Regions from separate parts of the Zea mays genome. Here all the other regions are linked to region 2. The links are chromatin contacts, called in public Hi-C maps. All regions are on one chromosome and are shown on one strand. Each heading gives the region's core, a stretch centred on a gene start, on an enhancer-like site or on the middle of the called end of the contact. The rest is flanking DNA. Distances are from core to core; before and after follow the strand shown. Region 1 holds the start of LOC103637617 (putative magnesium transporter MRS2-G). Region 2 holds the start of LOC103637620 (carotene epsilon-monooxygenase, chloroplastic). Region 3 holds the start of LOC100282947 (DNA-binding protein HEXBP).

What was found. A called contact is a pair of places that touch in the nucleus more often than the background predicts.
Region 1: a contact with region 2 is called in a Hi-C map of ear, with 1.9 times the contacts expected there. The contact joins the promoter of LOC103637617 here to the promoter of LOC103637620 in region 2. A contact is called at or near these places in 2 of 25 Hi-C or Micro-C datasets (ear and tassel).
Region 3: a contact with region 2 is called in a Hi-C map of ear, with 6 times the contacts expected there. The contact joins the promoter of LOC100282947 here to the promoter of LOC103637620 in region 2. A contact is called at or near these places in 2 of 25 Hi-C or Micro-C datasets (ear and tassel).

What each region holds. Positions count from the first base shown.
Region 1 is chr1:87,024,891-87,028,589 of Zm-B73-REFERENCE-NAM-5.0, reverse strand. It overlaps LOC103637617 (putative magnesium transporter MRS2-G), which reads left to right and starts at 2,228. Exons shown (of 4, transcript XM_008659876.3): 1 at 2,228-3,188; 2 at 3,309-3,699. The coding sequence starts at 2,771. LOC100278262 reads right to left here and starts at 2,521. Exons shown (of 8, transcript NM_001151594.1): 1 at 2,316-2,521; 2 at 2,142-2,218; 3 at 1,990-2,031; 4 at 1,241-1,282; 5 at 593-676; 6 at 345-432. The coding sequence starts at 2,493.
Region 2 is chr1:87,878,942-87,882,995 of Zm-B73-REFERENCE-NAM-5.0, reverse strand. It overlaps LOC103637620 (carotene epsilon-monooxygenase, chloroplastic), which reads right to left and starts at 1,965. Exons shown (of 10, transcript XM_008659899.4): 1 at 1,280-1,965. The coding sequence starts at 1,786.
Region 3 is chr1:87,218,478-87,222,559 of Zm-B73-REFERENCE-NAM-5.0, reverse strand. It overlaps LOC100282947 (DNA-binding protein HEXBP), which reads left to right and starts at 1,967. Exons shown (of 4, transcript NM_001155852.1): 1 at 1,967-2,147.

The DNA.
Region 1 (3,699 bases), core at 979-3,478, 850 kb after region 2:
TATTTACTTGATTACAGAGTTTCACCTTATCTATTTCATCATTTCATAATTTAAGAAAAACTTTTTGTTAGAGTGGTAACCAGTTCAACCTAAAAATTTAAGCTATTAGATGAAAGTAGACAATCCAATTATACACTTTAGCACCTCTACTCACTCACGTGCAGCCAGAGAGAAATGTGGAAATAAAGGGACGAGAATACAAATAAAGCCTCTTCCATAATTCAAATTCGAGACAGGCTTTGATATCATATTAGAGTGGACATACTAACCTGTTCAACCCAAAATATTAAGTAGTTAGGTAAAGATAAACAATTCACTTATACACTTTAACACCTCTAACTTACCGGTTTCTGGGAAGGCGTTGATGAACATCATCATCTCCTCGCCAGTTAGACCAGAAAATATGCATATCCTTGGCAGTGGTCCTGCAATCTGTGAATTGGACATGCGCCATAGCTAGAGTTCTAGGTAAAAATTTAAGAGTAGGGGATAAAATACCACTTAATATCCGTAAACTAAATTCTTTGCACAGGTATATGCACTAGCATACTAAAGGCTAAAAAAAATAGGTATATGCGTCTTTGATGCAAACCTTGACAGCTTCCAAATCAGGCTGCTCAGTGTGCATGGCATCCCATAAGGTTTGCTTTGTCATCTCCTCTGTACAATGGATCACCTGAGTCAAGCTAAAAGTGTTGTAAGAACAAAATCAAACAGACTTTGATGAACTTTCAGGGTTGCTTCTACCAACTAAAAATTGCAATCACACTAAGGACAAAAACAAGAGAAAGGCAATATAAAGAATACTGGTATAAAGTGAATTATATTGCTAGTGACTTAGTGAGTGTACTGTTGTTGACATTTTTTACAACACAGCACGAATAAAGTAAAGCCTTGTCCATTGAACTCAAATTTATTTCACTTTTTTTCTTGTTAGAGAGTGCACATATTTTTTTTCAGTTCATGTACCATCTGCAATAACGTATAGCAGAATTCTCCAACATTTGCTCATCTCGTTCGAGAAAAAAACATATAGTAGAACTAATTTTCTCTATCATAGAAAACTGACAGCTAACCTAGGCAGAATAATAACTTATCAATGGCAAAATTGTAAAAGATTGCTCTAGTTTGCTGACAGTATATGGAATAAAAAATAAACAAGTGACTTGATCACTCTAATCAACATGTATATGGATAGAGCATTCTTGCATATGTCAGTGACAGCCGATGCATGACTTGCCTTGAGGAATTCACCTTCAAGCTCTTTCAGGAAGGCCTGAATCTGCACAAATTGTGGAACTCACATAAGTTGGAACTGGCAGCACAACACAATTTTTTTACTACTGCCTATGTCACTAAATGCAAGACATAATATTTTTTCTACAACTTCTTTAAACATGAAATGTTCAGGTTTCTGAGCAGATGCCTACATGACAACATGAGAAATTTGGCACCAAAAAGTACACCTGGGGCATATAGAGTATCTAGAACTTGGGTACACGATATACAGGGAGGCCATGTGCTTGGTGGAATCTAACGAAGCACAGCCCTATGTGTGATTGTTTTCAACTGTACTACCAAATATCACTCCCTCTGTCCTGAAAAGAATGCAGTTCTAGCGTTTGACCAAGTTTATACGAAACATCTAGAGTTTATCAAGTTTATACAAAAAAACCTCTCAATATTTATGATATCAAAAAAGTATTATTAGATCCATCATCAATATATCTATTTGGTGTCGTATAGGAGTATTCCAGTACTAAGTATGAATTTCGTCAAACTTTAAATGATTTGACTAAAAGTACAGAGCTAGAATTGCATCCTTTTCAAGGCGGAGGAGGAGGTAGTATCCTTTTTTTCTTTTTCTTTTTTTTCCCTAAAACAACTACTGAGCAGTGAGCGCCACCATTGAAGCGTTTTGGTTCATTTAAATGTAATAGTGCAAAAATGGAGAAAAATACTAATGCTCTGCACATTGACATCACTAACCGTGACAGTTTCGCCTTTCTCAAATCCGATGAGCAGTAGCGCCTGAAATCCACATATAAGAGCATGATATACTGTAATTTCAGTGTTTCCACGTAGTCACATGACAGGCATGCAACGATTTAGAACAACTGCGTCTGCGAGGCGCAACTCACCGGTGGGCCGTACATGGGATCGTCCGCGTTCAACGGCACAAACTTGGAGTCCTCTTCCATCAGCTCGGCCGGAGCTCCTGAGACGCACGGGTATCATCACACAAGTGAACCGAAACCGAGTACTGCCAAACTAGCTGAAGCGCGCAGCCTTCGCCACCACACCAAGCATCTTACCTTCGGGGGGCAGCGATCGGAGCGGGCCGCGCCACTGGCACCATCGACTCCTCAGTGGCGGCACCGAGATGGAGGAGGGATCGCTCGGCACCCGCGCACGATGAGGGGAGGTGAAAGCACTGGAGAGTGCGATGAGCGGGCGCGCGAGCAAAACGGCGGCAGTGGGTGTTGCAGCCATCGGCGAGAAGGGGGAAGACGAAGATATTATCTTCGCTTCTGGATAGTGGTCTCTCTTTCGCGGCAAGCGCCAGCGCGGCAACTTGGCGCGTTGACGCTGCACGCAATTTCAACCGTCCGACCAGCATCCTAGGGCTTCCTCTCACGAGCGGTTGGCCCTGACCGGCCCACTCGTCTACCACAGATTTGGAGTTCGACCACGACGACAGAACCCGCCGTCCGACCCATTCACCCCCGTGGACCGTGCCGGTGCCGCGGCACGCCGCCGCCGCAACGCCATGGGGAAGCGATCCGGCGGCCGGAAGCTTCCGTTCTTCACCAGATCCTCCTCGTCCTCCTCCAAGCGGAATCGCTCCGGGCGTCGCCTCCCTTCCCCCTCCAAGCAGGACAACGCGACGAGGGCTCTTCTCGCCTCCCCCACCGCCGCCTCGCCGTCCGCGACCCCGGACTCTGCAGCGGCGGGGCAGACCGCCCAGCCGCCCTCTCCCCTCTCAGTCACCGCGGGCGCCGGGGGTGCCTTGTCGGGGAAGATCACCAAGAAGAAGCCCGGCGCGCGCCTGTGGATGCGGCTGGACCGCTGGGGTGCCTCCGAGGTCGTCGAGCTCGACAAGGCCACCATAATCCGCCGCGCTGGCCTTCCCTCGCGCGACCTACGGATCCTTGGTCCCGTATTCTCTCGCTCCTCCAGCATCCTCGGTGAGCACACCCCCTTCTCCCTGCCCTATTTAATATTCGGTCCTTCTTTTGTGGTGATAAAAGCAAGAAGACGCAAAACTTTGGTATTGTACAAGTAATTAACAACGATTTATTCTGCAGCTAGGGAGAAGACAATGGTGATCAACCTCGAATTCATCAGAGCGATAGTTACTGCCGAGGAGGTGCTCCTGTTGGACCCTCTCATGCACGAAGTGCTCCCTTTCGTTGATCAATTGAGGCAGCACCTGCCTCTGAGGAGCCTTGTGGGTGGGAATGGTGAATGTGCCCCTGATGGCAATGGAGAAAAACAGGGGGGCTCGCATGGAGGCCAGGTGCCCCGTCTTAATGAGGCGACCGGGGCAGAGCATGAGTTTCCATTTGAGTTCCATGTGCTGGAGGTCGCGCTCGAGATTGTGTGCTCATCGTTGGACCTTAGCGTTGATGACCTTGAGAGGCATGCTACTCCAGTGCTTGACGAACTGACAAAGAATGTGAGCACAAGGAACCTTGA
Region 2 (4,054 bases), core at 716-3,215:
AACCATGAAAGGTGAGAAGGTTGATTATGACAACGGTAGGGACTGTCTGAGCAACCATATTGATAATAATTCTGATTAGTTTTTTCTAAGAATCGTTAAAATCAGCAAGTTCTTTTAGGATCTTTGAATACTTTTGGTTCACGAACTAACAATTTATCTTCAGGTTCCTGTTCTGGAGACTCCTAAGAGCACCTCCAAGAGGCGACCAAAATGCATCCCAAAACCTAATTGTCGGCTTTGAATCGAAACTAACTGGACCTTTCCGTGTTCTCTTCTGTAGCAATGGAGCACACAGCCAACAGTATGCAGTTCTTTATCTCAACCTTCAACTAAGTTGTGCCCTGAGAATTGTTTTGTTACGTTAATGGGAAGAACAATTCTTTTTTCCCTTACAACACAAAGGGGAAGATAGATAAAATGCATATAAGTTCTATAGAAGGATGAGCTAGAGCTAACTCAACGTCAGCTAGAACTGTTGATAAGGTGTTCCCTGGAAACTTGTGTGTTCCTGGCAACCTTTAAGCATCTGTAGAATCACTTATCATTTGTTTTCCTAGCAACATGTGTGTTCATTTGTACCTGTATCCCTATTGTCTGATACTGAATCAACAGAAGGGGAGGGGCTGGGGAAATGAGTCAGCCGAACAGCCTTCGGTGGCCCAATACAGCTTGTTGTAGCCCAGTTTTTAGTTTTAAAAATTTTCAGGGAAGTTATTAACATTCTGGTGTAGGTTTACATCTTTTTAGGAATTTTTTTCTAACAGCCCCCAATCACAAGTTTTGGCGAACAATTTTTAAGGGAACTTTTGGAGTTGCTCTAATGGCCATGTTTTTTAGAGTAATGCTATTGCACGCTATGGTATATATATCCATGCTTTCCAATTTAATTATTTCTTGTTTTTTCGCTGCTGACGACATGTCTCTGTTTCTTTTCAGTTGCTCGCTTGAAGGATGACAACCCTCTTTTGGGGTCTTCTCGTATTGAACAAGTGGCTGATTTATCGAGTGTGTGTAGACTGAGGAAACAACTATCTCTCTCTATACCTTTAAAGCGTGATTTTTGTTGAAAAAATGGAGGATGCTAGGATCAAATCGTGGTCGTTTGGATCAGAGTGCCCATCCTCTACCTCTGTAGCTCATGTTTCTTTGTGTTATACAAAAGATAGATCGGTCAAATATGATATATAAATACCGTTGCAACGCACGGGCAACTAACTAGTAAGTAACTAAGAAAGTCACTGAACTAAGCATAGAGCAGGAAGAGAGACAGAGAACGCACCGTCCATAAGTCGCCTTCTGCGATGGCGAAGCCGGAGCCGAAGAGGAACTCGGAGACTTCAGCGACTAGTCCCTTAGCGTAGCGCGAGCCGTACCCACGCAGCACGTGCCTGGCGACGGCGGGGTCGCTGACGATGACAAAGTCCTGTGGCCCCGCGGCAAGGCGGTACACGGGCCCTTCCTCGCGGAACCACTTGAAGAGCGGCAGGAAGAGCGCGCCGCCGAGGAGGTCCCGCACATCATCGAGCTTGGCGGACGCGACGGGGATCCCCGAGTCGTCGCCGCCGCTCCGGCCGACCGCGCGCGAGAGAGACGTGAGCCAGTCGGGGCTCGCCCACGGGGTGGCAGTAGAGGGCTCGTCGCCCCCGCTGCTTCCGCTTCTCGGCGGGGGCGGGCGGACGCGGACACGGACGTGGACGCGACGAGGAGGCGGACGTGGGGACCACGGAGACAGCGACGGCGACGGCGACGCGGCGATGGAGGGGGAGGCGAAGACCGTGGCAGGCATCGCCGTGTGCCGGCCGATGCCACCAGACCAGCTAGGGTGTGGCCGTTTGGGATTGGAGTTGCCGAGGTGGTGAGAGACGCAATTACGGAAGGAGGGAGAGTGGGGATTGGTGTGAGAGCCTGAGAGGAGGAGGAGCAGCCGTTGGCCGTTGGAGGGGAAGGGGGAATTGGGGGATATGTTGTGGTGGGCCCCCGAGGAAGTGGTTGGGAAAGGGAAGTGTCAGTTCAGTTGTCAGGCTATTCGCAACCGTTACCTCTAAATTTTTTCCTCAATATCATTTTTCCCTCTATTTTTTCTCCTATTTTTTAATCTCCCGCAGCGGTTTCCCCTAAATACTCCCCTATACTCCACTACAACTATAAAATATTATTTTCTATATCAATTATCAATTTTTTTTACTAACAATTACTCGTGGACACACAGCATAGTGTTTAGAGTGATGAACAGTGACACGCTAGATCTGGGGGAGAGAGAAGAGGGCCGACGCATATGGACGCTGTAGGGGGCACCGCTGCGGTCGTAGAGTGCCTATAGGCGGCATGCAAGGGGAGGAGCCTGCGTAGGGGCTGCGTTGCAGACTTGCAGTTAGTCTCATGGAGTGGAGCCCGTGAGTTTCCGTTAAATTTTGCAGTGGCTTTGGACTAGCAGTCTTCCTGATGTGCGGTGTCACGTAGGCCGCGGCGTCGGCTACGATGCAGCCCAGCATACAATACGGCCCAATACGAAAGATACAGATATTAGACAGCAAAACCAAAGAGTTTTCATCCATAAAGACTCTGACTTCTGAGACAGCGATTTTCTGAACATAGGATGCCCTGCCCGTCATTTTTACCCAAAGCCTCCGATCCTTGCGGCGGAGGTATAGCGGCAATATTCTCGCCGTTCGAACGGAGACGAGGCGCCGAAATGTTCCCGTTCGAACGGCCTGACGAAATCACGCGCCGAGCCGCCGAGCACTCTTGTTAAATTTTTTGCTAGACGTTATTCCTTAATATGGTGGCCTGTTATCAGTAATACTTTTTTTCTTATTTTGGCGAGAGATTAGAGAGAAGCATGTTGCATGCGTTGATGTCTATTCGACTATTCCGTTTGCCAGGCACCAGTGGATTGTTTTCCTTTTCTTTTTTTAGTATTTCTTTCTTTTTATATCTTTTTCCCTTCTTCTCTAATTCTTCTAGGATGGCAATTTAACTCACAAATCTGAAATCTGACGAGTGTGAGTACGGGTGAAGATTCTGACCCGCTGGTGCAATCCGCACTTGATTTGAAGTTTCCTTGGTGTGGATGCGGGTTTCTATTTCAACCCGCGGGTGACCCACACCCGACACAAAATTTGATTCATTCTTTATTTTGCGCAAAAATGATTAATATACAATAGTAATTATTTTTTAATAAGTAACTTGGCTAATGATTCATAAATTTTTGTGTTGCTGCTAAACATGAAAAGGCTTAAACTCTGTAAATATAACTTAATTACTACCGGTGTTGGAGACTTGTTCTCAAATACTATGAATTAAGAACAAGGCAACACAAAATATTAAACGTTAATGCCCTTCGTTCTACAAAACATTATTTCACTTAGAATATAATGATCTTCAGACGAAGGTCATGAATGATATACCTTCATCATCGCAATATGTGTTAAATAAAAGAAGAAGCGTATGATATATAGGAAACAATCATAAGTGATCGTATAACACTGTTAATTCACTCTTATTATATAATCATGGAAAAGCAGGAACAATATTGAATTACAAAAGTACCTTCGGCTTGTCAGAAGGCAAAAGAGTACAAGCGTGACGCAAAAGCAAATACCAGTCAGCGTGAACAGTACGGGTGTACTGTTCATCTATTTATAGACACAGGGCGCAGCCTGTGAGAAATTACACTCGTGCCCTTTACACTTATTATTGACTTATAGACAAATCTATGAGGACTAGATAGCATTTTCCCTTTAAGTCGGTTCCTTTTTTCGCGATTGAGCCGAAGCTCCCTTGCGCGTAGCTTCGGAGCAACGGTGACCTTCGTCATGATTATGCTCTTCCCATCGTGTATGCTTTTATCTTGAGTCTGAAGGTACCTGTCCATAAGCCATGCTTGGAAGATATTGTTAAATTACGTTTTTGAGGACCTTCGGAGGACGAAGGCCCCCAACAGTAGCCCCTCGCAGTATTAATTTGTTTAGGATAACGAATTCAGACTGCGACATGGACGAAGGCCTTAAGCAGAAGGTCCGAAAAAACACCTTCCCTTTGCTAGAATAGCAAC
Region 3 (4,082 bases), core at 718-3,217, 660 kb after region 2:
ATGATATATTAATATTTATGATGACAAATAGAGTACTAGATAGAATTTCAGTGACATACGGAGAATTGTCCCAAAAGAACAAACAACAGACAAACCAACAAACACAATATCCACCCATGATCCACAAGCATAGAGCAAGAACGGCCGTAGAGAAACGCACCCTATCATCCTGATGTCATCATAGCGAAGTAAGAAATGTATTAATCTTGGTCACTATGGGGTGTTTGGTAGGCTATCCAGTCTATTATGTAGGCTATGGATGTGCAACTAGGATTGTTTGGTAGTCTGCACTAGCACTTGTGCCTGCCTTTAGCAGTGCAAAGAGGACTACAGTTGTTCGGCATACTATGTGGTATTTATTTCAAGGAAGAAAACATGGGGTTTACAATGATTGGGCCACTTGTAATGACCAAAATGTGGGTTATGGAAGGCCGCATTCCTAAAGTATGCTAGTGAGCATGAAGCAAGAATTGCATTCAATTCATATATGCATAGTCGAAGTGATGAACTTGGAAAACATTACTACAAGCATGTTGCTACACCGCCTAGTAATCAAGAGATGGTTTGTGTAGTTGGAAGGATATAGTTATCATTGTTCAGAGTACTGTCATAGTGTCATTCTTTTGCTCCTTTATTTACTGATGTAACCACACCTCACTATACATGTCCCTTTTTAATTAAGTGAGGGTGCGAACATTAAGTGAGGCCTTGTATGTCACTTTTAATTAGAAATAAGTACTTATTGTTGTAGAACAATTATGGCACTAGTAATCAAGAGAAGTCTGCTTTGTGTATGATTAATTGTGCCACTATTAACATGATCATCCATGTGGTGAAATAATACTTGCTTGTGTTTTGAACCTTGAACGACTTGTGGTTGGTAAACTCACCACCACTGTACAATAGTAGACCACATTCTGTTATGCAGGGAACCAAACAAACAAGGCATCGTGCTATGTAGGAAATTTTACACATGAAACCAAACAAGCACTCCTAGCTAACTGGATGCAACCCCTGACAGCCTGCCTAATACAACCAGGCATCAACTGTAAAATGCACAATCTTCGGTGAAAAGACAAAATACAGATGTGGTTAGTATCAATTCGTACTTCGACAACAAGCAAGATTAGCTTCCTTTGCAGACTTCAAACCAAGAGACAAAAGATGGAAACATTCTATGACCATCCGAATGTGTGAAGAGTTGGTTTAAGTATTCAAAGATTTGGCTCACATATGAAGAATATAAGATAATGTCATGAAGCTAAGTGCGATGAATCAAGCTCGAGTTAAGTGGAGTCATAATCATTCATATTAATGTCATGAAGCTAAGTGCGATGAATCAAGCTCGAGTTAAGTGGAGTCATAATCATTCATATTCTAAAGTAACCACTCAAAAAAGTCTATATGTGGTAATTACCATAACTATATTCTTGTTTTACGGGAACCCGCCGTTCCATATTTAGTACCGAAGTACTCTCTCCGTTTTTTTATTTGTCGTCGTTTAGTTCAAAAATAAACTAGCGAGACAAATATTCGAAAACGAAGGTAATATTAGTCATTAACTTGTAAATTATCAAGCACAAAATACTATTTCTAGTTACGGATAAACCTTTTCTACATTCAATCGAAAATGTTTTCGAGATTTGATAAAAGGTTCAACCTTAATAAATATAAAATAAAAATGTTCCGTTTGCTTATTTATAATGCACTATTAAATATATTTTTTGTTTGTTTTATTTGAAACCAATGTATCACTAGACACTGGAACATTTTGAAATGTCATACTAAGATAATAAACACAGAATCAAGAAGAATAGAAATTAAAAAGAGATCAGAAAAAGAGAAATTGCTAAAAAAGAAAACGCGAAACGGCCCAGGACAAGGCCCGTGGGCCGTGGTGAGCTCTCCGTGTCCGTCGGCCGAGCCGAACCCTCGGACTGGGCTACCGCCGCATGCCCCGTCCCGAATCCATTCCGTTCACCCCGTCCCCCTCGTTCTCTCTCTCGTTGCGACGACTGTGTGGAGTACCGCCCCCGCCCCCTCACCCTCACCCCCCGACGCCGACGCCCTAGGCGGCTACGCCAGGTCCCGAGGGACGGGCCCTTCATCTTCGTCAGTCTATTCGCCGGGCGACGAGCACCCGCCAGGTATTCTTACCCTTCTCTTCCGTTCCCGCTGTGTGAAACGGAGCACCTAAACCCTAACTTAAATCTGAATGCATTTGTCTATTCGGTGCCTGAAAACTTCGAACTTTTTGCAAAAAATATCTTGTGTACCATGTCTCTCTAGGTTTTGTTAAACAAGTTAGGGGTACAAATACAATACATTCTACAGGAGAATCAATCCAGAGGGGGGTTGGGCGATCCCTCTCCCACCACCCAAACCCCTCCTGCCTGGAAGGACATAATCCATTTTGTTTGATTGCCAATTTGGGATAGGTTTCGATTGTTATGGATTTGCATGTATTTCAATATTTGGCTCATGGCTGAGGCAAGTTTTAGACCATTTGACTATGTACATGATAAAATCAGTGTAGTAAACAAGATATATTATTTCTCTTGCATAATAAGATACTGAGCGAGTATCACGTATACAGAGACAACTTTGACTCAGTAATACACTAGAAATTTGTGTCTAGTTAGGCCCAACACTCAGTAACTTGGTCAATATACCAAACTTGCTCTCCCGCTGAAGCTGAGAGGTGGGCTATGAAGCAGCATCTGCACTGTGAGAGACTGAGAGCACAAATGAATCCATCAAAAGTGGTCACTAAGGAACACTGAACTGCAAAAACGAAGATAAATAAAGCATTTGTTAGAGTAAAAATAATGATCACTGAAAACTTCACGAATTGCGTTTTGCAAAGAGCACACCACTATTGAGATACTAACAATAAAGGATTTCAAGACGATTTCGTTTTGGGGCCTAAGCAATATTAAATCAGTCCTCCTCAAATAGAAAATTTAATCGGTGCTATATCAGTACATAAAAAAAGAATGCTGGATGAAAACATGTTTTTTTCCTTGTACTCGGAAAAGTGAAAAACAAAGTTTTGCTTGACCGCTGAACATATATGGATAAATAGCTCTGTGTTAAGTTCTTCCAGAATACTGTCCACGGAAAATTTCTGCTAAAATTGAGAATTACTAAATTACAAAAACTCTGAAAGTATCAATTTAGCAGTAGCACTAGACACTAGGATATTTATCCAAATAAAATGGACTTAATATCACAGGGAAAAACCTCAAATTAATCTGATCACCATACATTTTAAAAATAATATACTAGTACAGCATGAAAATAACTAGTACTCGGAAAAATGTAGAATAGACATAGAGTAACGATTTTCTGAACAATTTAGCAGAGCAAGAACTCAGTCAGATAGGTTAACCAAGAACAAATGAGAGTAGCACTGTAGCAGTAAGCTAGTAACGACCAGATAAAATTATATAATGCATACCAATGATACTGATATAATACTCTATTCTGCAGTGAACTAGTGAAGTATGGCCAGAGACAAGTGAAAACAATTGAAAATAGTAACTCTATTCTGGTTTGTCATAAATGTGGATAATCTTCTATATAAACTTGGTCAAGCATAAAACATTTCGTTTAAGATAAAACCAAAACGCCACTCTTTGCAGGGTAGAGGTAGTATTAATATTAATATAACTTTGTAAGTTCAAATCTGTGAGATTGTACTTTGAAAAATTCAAATCCATGTTGCCAACTAAAAGCTAACTAATACAATACATTCTTCAACAGTAACTGTCATACTGTCTGCATCTTCTATGGTCTATTAAAGTAGCATAAGAGATCCAATTAACAATTCACAACTGCAAGATAATACCTGTAGTGGAAATCCAGTTTCTGGTGAGTCTGAACATTCAGAAATAATGAGAGCACATGAGAAAATGCTGCAGTAGGACAGTACCTAATTATCATGTGCGTGCCCCTAGACACACCATTTTTATCTTATTGAGGAAACAGAAAATCTAAATCAAATGCAAGAAATATTAGCCAATACTAAGCGGCAAAATTTCCTTCCTCAACCCTTAATCCCTTATCAATATTTTTTACTT